Linked DNA regions of Sus scrofa: regions 2 and 3 are each linked to region 1. The links are chromatin contacts, called in public Hi-C and HiChIP or PLAC-seq maps. All regions are on one chromosome and are shown on one strand. Each heading gives the region's core, a stretch centred on a gene start, on an enhancer-like site or on the middle of the called end of the contact. The rest is flanking DNA. Distances are from core to core; before and after follow the strand shown. Region 1 holds the start of CRYZL1 (crystallin zeta like 1). Region 2 overlaps ITSN1 (intersectin-1). Region 3 overlaps ITSN1 (intersectin-1).

Evidence for each region. A called contact is a pair of places that touch in the nucleus more often than the background predicts. HiChIP or PLAC-seq counts read pairs in DNA pulled down with a chosen protein or histone mark.
Region 2: a Hi-C map of embryonic fibroblasts shows a contact between it and region 1, with 2.4 times the contacts expected there. The contact joins the enhancer-like site here to the promoter of CRYZL1 in region 1. A contact is called at or near these places in 1 of 5 promoter capture datasets (fetal liver), 4 of 47 Hi-C or Micro-C datasets (embryonic fibroblasts, epiblast stem cells and liver) and 2 of 2 datasets of contacts at active chromatin or transcription factors (alveolar macrophages and skeletal muscle).
Region 3: an H3K27ac HiChIP or PLAC-seq map of alveolar macrophages shows a contact between it and region 1. The contact joins the enhancer-like site here to the promoter of CRYZL1 in region 1. A contact is called at or near these places in 1 of 5 promoter capture datasets (fetal liver), 7 of 47 Hi-C or Micro-C datasets (embryonic fibroblasts, epiblast stem cells, fetal heart ventricle and 2 more) and 2 of 2 datasets of contacts at active chromatin or transcription factors (alveolar macrophages and skeletal muscle).

The regions. Positions count from the first base shown.
Region 1 is chr13:197,246,955-197,250,960 of Sscrofa11.1, forward strand. It overlaps CRYZL1 (crystallin zeta like 1), which reads right to left and starts at 1,431. Exons shown (of 13, transcript NM_001098596.1): 1 at 1,383-1,431.
Region 2 is chr13:197,338,094-197,341,581 of Sscrofa11.1, forward strand. ITSN1 (intersectin-1) reads left to right here. Exons shown (of 42, transcript XM_021070946.1): 5 at 57-217. Among named protein-coding and RNA genes, the nearest start is that of ITSN1, 38 kb to the left of the region's middle. Within about 2 kb of position 1,723, at least 6 of the 83 cell types and tissues checked have an H3K27ac peak or open chromatin away from gene starts, as enhancers often do. A contact at or near this core is called in alveolar macrophages, embryonic fibroblasts and skeletal muscle, where this site is marked.
Region 3 is chr13:197,356,887-197,360,508 of Sscrofa11.1, forward strand. All of the region lies in intron 8 of ITSN1 (intersectin-1), which reads left to right. Among named protein-coding and RNA genes, the nearest start is that of ITSN1, 57 kb to the left of the region's middle. Within about 2 kb of position 1,410, at least 2 of the 83 cell types and tissues checked have an H3K27ac peak or open chromatin away from gene starts, as enhancers often do. A contact at or near this core is called in alveolar macrophages, where this site is marked.

The DNA.
Region 1 (4,006 bases), core at 181-2,680:
AAACTGGAGGAAAGGTATCAATGAGTTGAAATTAGGGATTAAAGGGAATAATTATACATTGCAGTGGTTGATGGATAGGATTAGAAGTCATAAGTGAATTTACTCTGAATCCTGGCTTTCCTGCTTCTTCACTGTATGACTTGGCCTACATAATTCTAGCCTCCTGGGCCTTGGATTCCATACCTGTAAGACAGGTATAATTATAGCAGGTACCTCAAAGGGTGACTGGAAGGCTTAAACAACACATGCAAAACACTCAATACAATACCTGGCATGAAATAAGTGTTCAATAAATGGCGGCTATTTTTGCTCTTATTTCTGTAAATTGAGCAGAGAAATTGTCAAGTAGCTCCAAAGCCCATCTCACAGAGCAGTAAGGGGTTCTACCAGGTGCAACCTGAGCTTTATTAGCACCTATTAATTTCTGCAGTGGGTTATTATATCATCTAGATCTGTGCTGTCCAGTAAGAGAAGCTACTAGTGGTTAAGGAGCCCTTGAACTGTGCATTGTCAGAATTGTGGTGTGCTGTTAGTGTAAGATGCCCATCAGACTTCAAAGACTTAATACGAAAAAAAGAGAGACTGTATCACGTCTCCATTTTAAAATATTTGATTATGTGTCGAAATGATAATGTATTAGATATACGGGGTTAAATGAAACACTAAAGTTAATTTCATGTTTTTCTTTTCTTTTCTTTCTTTTTTTTTTTTAATGTGGCTCCCATTAAATTTGTACTCAGCAGAGCTGATGCAGAACGTTGCTGCTCATACAACGTGGACTAGAAGCACCTGCGAGCGTGTCAGAAATGCAGATTCTCAGGACCCGCCCAGACCTTTAAGACTGAGGTGATTCTCACGCATTGCTCCCAAATACTCTCTTTAGCTTCAATGTGATGGGCAAATCTGGCCCTACAGTTATATAAATGCGAATACACTCGCTTTAAGTAATTGCTCCCCCCCCAAAAAAATATCCCAAACACAAAAAACGTAAAGGAGGAGAAAGCGGTGATCGAGAAGTAAGGCAGCAAGAAAAAGACACTCAAAGTGTAAGAACAAAAAGATGCAAGAGGGGGAAAAATCCAACCTGGGAGATTCTGTAGAAAAGACCTTTCAGACTTCTGCCTCCATAAATGTGGAGGGAGCGGCAAACAGATAAAATCTACCACCGAAACCTGAAAGGACCAGGAAATCCTCAGTCAAATTAAGTCTTAACCGCCCCTCAGCGGCCTCAGCTAAGCTAGGCCGGGGCCCAGGAGGGTCTGCGGTTGGTGCGCGACGTGAACCACCATCCGCCCCAGGGCTGGACAGTTCCACGGGCCTTCTCGGATCTTTCGCCCAAAGCCCGGTTTCCCAAGACACACAACCCGTTTCTCCGCGCTCACCTGCTTCCAAGACGCCCCAACGGCCTGCACCTCCACCACCGCCACCTTCAAGGCCTTCTGCGGAGAGCCCGCCCCCTATGGGCCAGGAGATGCTCCCATTGGTCAGGCCGCTCGTCACTCTAGGAGACTCTCCGACTCTCGGAAGCTGTAGAGAACGCCATAGCAACCAAACTTGAAACTACATCTCCCGGCATGCTCTGAGGAGAGGCATCAGGGGCTGCCAATAAATGCGTAAAGTCCTAGTTGCCGAAGGGTTCAGTTTTATGCAAATTTCAGTTGAAGACCACACCCTTCCTCATTCCAACCGTATCTCCATCACCTTCCTTGGACTACGTCCCGCCTCCCTTTTGCGACCACATTGTTCTCTCCTTTAAACCTTCCGTTAGTTGAATGCATGCTAACTAGTGTCTTTCCTCCCACGGCAAGGACAAACACACTGAAATTATGGAACAAAATCTCCACGACCACTTGAAGAAAATCCCAGACCAGAAACCTCTAGTTACGCCTTCTGGAAGGGGGGCGGGGAGGAGGAGAGTCTTGCACACGTCCTCTTTGAGCTTGCTCATTGGATTACTAGGCTGTTACTCTGCCCTCTTCCATTTTTATTGGCTCCCTCTCATTGCGTTCTCCCCTGTGGGCGGGGCTAGAGGTAAGGGGCGGAGAGGAGGTGCGGGCCCTTTCTTTTGATTGGCAGCGCTTTTGTCCCCACCCACCTGTGGGAGGAGATGGAGGGGTGGATGGGAGCGGGGTAGGCAGCCGAGGGAGATGAGGAGATAGGCGGGAGCGAGGGAGCGAGGGAGGGAGCGAAGGAGGTAGAAAAGAGCGGAGAAGAGGGGAGGGAGCGCAGCTTGGTTGCTCCGTAGTACGGCGGCTCGCAAGGGAGAATCCCGAGCGGGGCTCCGGGACGCACGGAGAGGCGGGCGGGCGGGCGGGGATGGTGTGCAGGGCTGCGGCTCCTGCGTCCCTTCTCGCGGCGAGTGAGCTGCACTGATTTGTCTGTGGGGCGGCAGCGCGGACCCGCCTGGAAATGAGGTGAGGAGCAGGCTGGACCTCGGCGGCCTGGACCCGGGAGGCGGCGGGGGCGGGGGTCGCCGCGGGGGTCGGCGCGATGGCCGCCCGGGGCGCGCGTCCCGCGGGCCAGTGCGCGTCCCTCCGGGCACCCTTCACCCTTTGCCGCGCGCCTTGAAGGCGCGGCGCTCGCCACCCCTGAGCCTCGTCCTTCCCATCCTCCCGGGGGTGGCGGTGGGGCGGCCGGCTGGCGGTCTCTGGGAGGCGGGGGCTCCGCGGCGGATAGAGGGGGTGGCGGCCGCGGGACGCGCTTCGGGTTGAATGGGCATCCACAGCCTTGGCGGGCGGAGCGGGGTTCCTCCTTCCCTCGGGGGACATGAGGCGGTCGGTCCTTCTAGGGCTGACCTCGCTGCCCTCGGCCGCCTGAGCGTGGCGGACCGGCCAAGCCTCGCCTCCCCGCCGGCCTCCTGGGATCCGGAGCTCGCGGGGAGCGGCATCGCGCCTCCCGCTTCTCCCCCCGCGCGGCCTCGAGTCCCCGGCTCATCCCTTTCTCTCTTTCGTGTGCCTGCAAAATCCCTGTCAGTGAAGGGCAGTCAATGCCGTTTGGCCCTGAGTCCTCCTGCCGGGGCCGACTCTGATGGTATTTAACAGAAAGCTGCTCTCCTTCGGTGGGAGCGCGTCCCCGGTGTCTACCGCTTGCCCTTCCCTTCTTTACGCACAGACACGGTTTTATGGTGTGGACCGAAGGCACAATTGCGGGCTCTTGCTTGAACGAGGAAATGTAATCAGAATCCCCAGGAAAAGGAAACCAACGAGGAATGGGTCGCGCCTTCCTTTACTTCTTGTTTGCCTTTGGATTAGAAAGCAACTTCGTAGATTACATTTCCTATGGGCATCTTTTGTTGTGATTCAGACTAAGGGCTTTGCTTTTGAAGAAATAAATTAGCGGCTTCTCTGTTGAGTTGAAGGCTGTAGAGATTCTTGATAGACTCAATATGAAAGTTTCCTTTAGAACTTTGCCATCATCAGTGCTATTCTGAAGGCAGCACCAGCCTGAAATTTTAAATATATGCAGACTCCGGACAGATGGGTTTCTTTGTGCCTATCTGCTGGTATCCTTCTCTTAACGTTGGCATGGTCAAAACGTACAAATAATAAAAACAAGGACAAAATAGTATAGGCAATAAAAACAAATACCTTACCAAAAAATGCATCTGGAAAATCTCAATTCTGTCAACGGGGAGGCAGTTTTTACTAATCCCTTTGAAAGGATGAAGACCAGGCTCAGCGATCTCATGGATTATGTAGTGGACAGGATCTGAGGGCAGGAACCCGGGCCGTGGATCCAGCCGGCCAGCTGGTTTGTGTGTGTAGTGGCTACTCTTAACCTCTAAAATAGGAGGAATGTATTTGTCAGGATATCTTTATTATTAGGTGAGTTACGATGCAGAAGCTTAAACACTCCTCAAAGTCAGGATTGCTACCTATCTCTGAGAACAAAATACTATGTTTTTGTTTAAAATTTTAAATAGTTTACTTGAAACATTTATGTTGTTCTGATGTTTGTTTATGAAGAAAAAGCCGTTTAAAAAATATTGAATTCCTTCTGTAGTAGA
Region 2 (3,488 bases), core at 473-2,972, 91 kb after region 1:
GGGGAGAGATTCCTTTAAGGTCACAGTCATTCTGAGCCTTTGCTGCCGGTTCGCAGGGCGCTGGCTGACATGAATAATGACGGAAGGATGGATCAAGTGGAGTTTTCCATAGCCATGAAACTCATCAAGCTGAAGCTCCAAGGCTATCAGCTCCCCTCCGCACTTCCCCCTGTCATGAAGCAGCAACCAGTTGCTATTTCTAGTGCACCAGCGTTCGGTGAGTCTGACAAGACATCAGGTCCTATGTTTCATTGTATGTTTTTAAAATAAGCATTTCCCCTTTTATCCCTCCCTTGCAGTTTGTAGCGTTGTGAAATTCTAGGAGGTATACTGTCTGAAAAATGACAGCCCTGCACAGAAAGTCACCGATGGAAGGGAAGAAGGTTCACCTTCTACCCCTGGGGGGAGAGTCATTAAAATGAAAAGCAAGGTGCAAATGGCTGGGGGAAAAGGAGCGAGCTTGCAGCGTGCGGCTGGCACCTACATCTGTCTTTCTCTTACTGGATTCTCGGCCCTCACGTTGTTACATGCTTCCTTTTCGCTTTCTGTTTTCAGACTGTCTTTATGTTTCCTCGTGTGTTTCCTTTCATTTATGGTATCTAGAAATATATATTTTCTTTGCAGTAGTGAGGCAACTTGGCCACGTTGCGTTCTTTCTTTGAACAAAATGCCACCAAGGGAAAAAAGGCCTATTATCTGGATCTAAACTATCATCCCATAAATGTCTTTTCAGCAGACGTTTTTCCTACAAATTAAAGGGTCATGAGTTGACCACGATTCCCAACAGTTTTGATTTCTTCTCTGTTCTCACCCTAGACTTTAATTATTTAGGTTGGTTGAAAGATTGCAGTAATCCGAGCTAACATCTCATTCATGGGAAAGTCCTTAGATAGTTTAAACAAACTACGAAAGTTGCAGAGAAGAGTTTCTTTCCCTCTCTCCATCCTGTTCTATCTGATGACTCGTGAGAAACTGGACATTTTGGGAGGAGCCAGTCAGTCATTCAGGTTGGCACTGATACCATTGATGATAAACCGAGGTACATAAATGCTGTGCTTTTACATAATAGATTCACTATTAAAAACAAACTCTGCATTGCCCTTCTCTGGATGACGTTGAGCCACCCATCTGGATTTTTTTTTTCTTTTTGTCTTTTATGGCCGCACCCGTGGCATATGGAAGTTCCCAGACTAGGGGCTGAATCGGAACTGCGGCTGCCAGCCTACACCGCAGCCACAGCAGTGCCAGCTCCAAACTGCATGTGCAGCCTACACTGCAGCTTGCAGCAATGCTGGATCCTTAACCCATTGACCAGTGCCAAGGATCGAACCTGCATCCTCATGGATACTCATCGGGTTCTTACTCTGCTGAGCCACAACGGGAACTCCAAGTCTGGATCTTTTCAAGGGAGAGATTAACAGGTTGGGGGTTAGGCAGGTAGGATAGTGATCCAGGAGAAGAAGGAAAAACTCAAAAAGTCATGTGATTGCAGGGCTAGGAAGAGTGGAAGTGGGCAGTGCTGGAGTCTCCACGGGACCCACCCCGCCCATGGTGTGTTCACAGCACCTAGCCCTCCATGAAGGAGCTTATTTAAAAGTGGAAGTTGCTCTGAATCTACAAGCCCGAAGGGGCTCGTAGCCAACATTTGGTCAGGACCCAAAGCAGCTAGAGGGTGTTTGGTTTGCTTTTGGCCTCTCTTCCGAGGCTGCAAGAAGAAACCTTGACCCTGGAGAAAGGGTCAGGTAACCACAGGCATCCCATTTCCTCTTTTTCTCTCAAACCCAGGGGTCAGTAATTCTTGCTCTGACATTTAATATGTCTTCTCTTATTCCATTCTGCTGTAGGAATTTCACCTCTAGGGATACTGCTGATATATTTTCAGGAGGTGTGGCCTCGCTGCCCAGAGGGTTTTACCGGCACTTGAGTCACCCGCCCCAGCTTCTAAGGGAAGCCAGGACTTCTAAACTGCCCTGCCCATCAGAACTCAACTCTTGGTCTTGGCTTTTCTTTTTTTTTCTTTTTTTCTTTTGTATTTTTTGTCTTTTTAGGGCCACGCCTGCAGCATATGGAGGTTCCCAGGCTATGGGTCGAATTGGAGCTGCAGCGGCCGGCCTACACCACAGCCACAGCAACTCAGGATCTGAACCATGTCTGCGACCTACACCATAGCTCACAGCAACACTGGATCCTTAGCCCACTGATCGAGGCCAGGGATGGAACCTGTGTCCTCATGGATACTAGTTGGGTTCCTTAATCGCTGAGCCACAGCAGGAACTCTTGGTCTTGGCTTTTCCACTGCCTTTCCTCCCATCATTCTCATCCCATCAGCCTTCTCAGTATACTGTTTATTAGAAGGGAATAACAGAAAATAAGAGGTTAAAAGTACATGGTCCTGGACTTCCCTGGTGGCTCAGCAGGTTAAGGATGCCATGTTATCACCACTATGGCTCGGGTTCGATCCCTGGCCTGGGAACTTTCACATGCTGTCGGCATGGCCAAAAATATAAAATAAAATAAATAAAATATGGATACTTAAAAAAAATAAAAATAAAAACAAAGTATGTGGTCCTAATCCTCTTTGCCCAAGTTGACTCACAGATTTAGCCTTTGCCACTAAATCTAGTTCTACCTCTCAGCTCAGCCCAAGGTAACTTTTTTCTTTATCCTTCTGGCCACTTAAAAATAGAATTTATTACCGTTATCATTATTTTCTAATTAACATTAGACATTTCTTCCCCCTTTTTTTGGCTGCCCTGCAGCATGTGGAGTTCCCGGGCCAGAGATCAGACCCGAGCTGTAGTTGTGAACTAAGCTGCAGCTGTGGCAACACTGGATCATTAACCCACTGTGCTGGGCCAGGGATCGAACCTGCGTCCCGGCACTCCCAAGTCGCCGCCAATCCTGTTGTCACAGTGGGAACTCCTAATTAATATCAGACGTCATCTGACCATGGATTTCCTAGCCCTGCGCCTTCTCATACAGTCTTTTATTTGGTCACAGCAGTAACCCTAGAAGTGAGGGGAAATTATTGGCCCTGTTATATAAATGGGAGAACTGAGATTCCAAGAAGTTTGAACAGTTTGCTTGAGACCATGTCTCTGAAAGGGAGGTTAGAGCCCATCCAAACTCCCAGTTTTCCTCGGGGCTCTTGGCTTCCTTGTTACCCTCGCTCTCTCATTATCACCAAGTCACCTGCGTGACATGGAGCCTTGGCACCCTCCCAAGGTTAAGGCAGGTGTTAGCGCCCTGTGGAGTGAAGGCTGGCTAGGGGTCCAGCAGTCATTTGGGTAAGAAGAGGAAAATGGGGTGCAGTGATGTCATGATCTGCCTGAGGGAACCCGGCTGTATTCCAGGACATTCTGTGAGTATGCCTGGTACCTTCTTCCCTCAGTGCATTTGTACACAGCATGCTGCTTCTTTTAGTCTGGACTCAAATGTTTCAAGGGGAGGTTGGTTTTTTTTGTTTTGTTTTGTTTTGTTTTTTGTTT
Region 3 (3,622 bases), core at 160-2,659, 110 kb after region 1:
CCCCCTTTTTTTTTTTTGCTTTTTTTTTTTTAGGGCTGCACTCACGGCATATGGAGGTTCCCAGGCTAGGGGTCGAATCGGAGCTGTAGCTGCCGGCCTACACCATAGCCACAGCAATGCAAGATCCGAGCCGTGTCTGCAACCTACATCACAGCTCACGGCAATGCCGGATCCTTAACCCACTCAGCGAGGTCAGGGATTGAACCCACATCCTCTTGGATGCTAGTTGGGTTCGTTAACCACTGAGCCACAATGGGAACTACCCCTTATCTCTTCTCAACATGAGGTATATGCTGTTGTGTGCTCATAAAAGAGACACTCATATTTACTTTGCTGCACACCTGAAATCAACACAGCCAAGTCAACTATTCTCCAGTAGAATTTATTTAAAAATAAAAGTTTCGGAGTTCCTGTCATGGCGCAGCGGAAACGAATCTGACTAGGAACCACGAGGTTGCAGATTCGATCCCTGGCCTTGCTCAGTGGGTTAAGGATCCAGCATTGCCCGGAGCTGTGGTGTAGGCCGGTGGCTACAGCGCTAATTAGACCTCTAGCTTGGGAACCTCCATATGCTGCGGGTGCAGCCCTAAAAAGCAGTAAATAAAAAAATAAATAAGAGTTTTAAAAAGAGACACTCTGGAGTTCCTGTCGTGGCTCAGTGGTAACGATCCCTACCAGTATCCATGACGATGCAAGTTCGAACCCTGGCTTTGCTCAGTGGGTTAAGGATCTGTCATTTCCATGAGCTGTGGTATAGGTCACAGACATGGCTTGGATCCTGCATTGCTGTGACTGTGGCATAAGCCGGCAGCTGCAGCTCTGATTCTACCCCTAGCCTGGGAACCTCCATATGCCCTGGGTGCAGCCCTAAGAAAGAAAAAGAGAGACACTCTTACAAAAGGGGGGAGTTATTCTTTAATCAAAGTGTTCTATAAGTAGCTCTAGAATTCTAGTAATGCTACTATTGCTCATCTTCTCAAAGAGGTATTTGATTATCTCCTTCCTTTCTGAAACAATGGGTATTTGTTATTCATACGTTTATCACAAAAGCTAAAAATCTTAGTCATTGTTTGAATAAAGCATTGACTGCGTTTAATTATCTCTGTCCTTTCCATTCATGCTTCCCCGCCCAAACAGGGATGCCCATTGCAGCTCTGTGACCTAGAGATGTTTGTTTATCCCCGTGATATTTCCTGATCAGCCCATATTCCTTTCCTGAACATAGGCTGCTCCAGGATCGTTCTGTACACCCGCAGCTTGATTTTATGTTGTCCTGAGATACAGTCTTCACGGTTGCCAATCTAACTTAACGTTTCGCAACTTTGGCTTAGGACTTACAGAGTTAAGTACTAGAACTGCAGAAGACTCATGTGATGTTCTAGTGCATGGGTCAACACACTATTTCTGCAAAGAGCGAAACAGTAAACATTTTAGGCTTGCAGTCATACTCTGTCGCGACTGCTCAGCTTTGCCGTTGCAGTACACAAGCAGCTGTAGATCTTGCTTAAATGAATGGACATGGCTATGTTGCAGTAAAATTTTATTTGCAAAAACAGGCAGCAGGTCACATGTGGCATGTGGGCAGTGGTTGGCCAATCCCTGTTCTAGATCATTTCCCTCATTTTAGAGACTAAGGAACTTTGTTTTACAGAGGCAAAGTAGTTTTCTATCCTTTTTTTTTTTTTTTTTAAATGGCTGCACTCATGGCATATGGAAGGTCCCAGGCCAGGGATTGAATTTCAGCTGCAACTGCCACATTCGCAGCAGCTGTGGCAATGCTGGATCCTTTCAACCCACTGCTCCAGACCACAGATCAAACCCACACCTCCAAAGTGACCTGAGCGGCTGCAGTCAGGCTCTTACCCCTCTGCACCACAACGGGAACTCTGGGAAAGTAGTTTTCTTAATATCACAGGTCATTACTGAATAGAAGAGTCAGGAGTAGAATCTGAGTGTCCTGATATCCAGGCCCAGGGCTAGTTCTTTTCATTTGTCGTGACACATTTTATTGAAATTAGACAAAATATGAACTTCCTTTTATATAGTTCTGAAGTGGGCAGGATTGTTGCAAGTACAAATTAAAGCATTCTCTAGTTTTGCTAATTCTACTTTATTGTTGCCAGCATTCTAAATGCAATGTTAGGAGTTGCTGTCATGGCTCAGCAGTAGTGAACCCGACTAGCATCCTTGAGGATGAGGGTTCGATCCCCGGCCTCGCTCAGTGGGTTAAGGATCCGGCGTTGCTGTGAGCTGTGGTATAGGTTGCAGATGCATCTCGGATCCTGAGTTGCTGTGGCATATTGCAGTAGCTACAGCTCCAATTTGACCCCTAGCCTAGGAACCTCCATATGCCACACTATGAAAGACAAAAAGACACACACACACACATACAAAATTAAATAAATAAATGCAATGTTAGAGACTAAACAGAATGATCAGTGGGAGTTCCTGCTATGACACAGCGATTGGCAGTGTCTTGGGAGCGCTAGGATACAGGTTTGATTCCCAGCCCAGCACAGTGGGTTAAGGATCTGGCGTTGCCACAGCTACGGCTTAGGTCACAAAAAGAAAAAAAAAAATGATCAGTGAACTTTTCTCATTCTAGTATACCACAGAACAAGCAAAATATTACATGTAGTCATCTTCCCACCGTAATTGCTATTGCTTTCCATTCCATGGTCTGTCCATCATCCTGGGGCCACGCCTGGGGGTCACTGGTGGACAAAAGCCTTTTCTCTCTCTCCCCCAACAATGGTTTATTTAAACATTCAAAACCTTCCATGGTAGCCTTTGGTATCCAAGGCTAGTTTCCTGCCAGAAATGAAGATATTTACAAGTATTTTAAGAAATGAGAGCTGATTTTTGAGAGGAGGGTTGAAATTCCAGGAATTCTTCTTTATCGCTAACCTAGGAAGTGGCTCTGATATTAGCCATTTGAGCAACCTTGAGCAAGCCTTTTTTTTTTTTTTGGGGAAAAAAAAAAAAAGTCTTTATAATGGAATAGGTGGCAGAGTTCTCTCCTAAGGTGCCTTCTTTCTCTGCGATTCTCTGAATCTTGTGTGAATTTGCTCGTCGTCATGGTGGAAGCAGCAGGTGTTGGTAGAAGATTTTGAATTTAGAGAGACTAAGTTGCAGCTTTGTAAATAGAAACCCACAACAAATAGAGATGGTAACCCGGGAAAAATGGCAGGTTGTGTTTTGTGACTCTAATCTTTTACATTCTTGTTCTTCATCAAACATCTATTTAACAAAAATTTGTTGCCTCTACGCCAAAAGCTGTGCCTTGGGTTCCTTCCCTTTTTCATTGGGGCTTGATTGCCTTTTTAATTTATGTATATTTTTTTGTCGTTTTGCCTTTTCTAGGGCTGCTCCCGCGGCATATGAAGGTTCCCAGGCTAGGGGTCGAATTGGAGCTGTTGCCAGAGCCACAGCAACTTGGGATCCAAGCCGTATCTGCAACCTACACCACATCTCACGGCAACGCCGGATCCTTAACCCACTGAGCAAGGCCAGGGATGGAACCTGCAACCTTATGGTTCCTAGTTGGGTTCGTTAACCACTGAGCCACGACAGAAACTCCTTGATTGCCTTTTTTAAAAGCCCCCTGGGTCATAGCAAATAA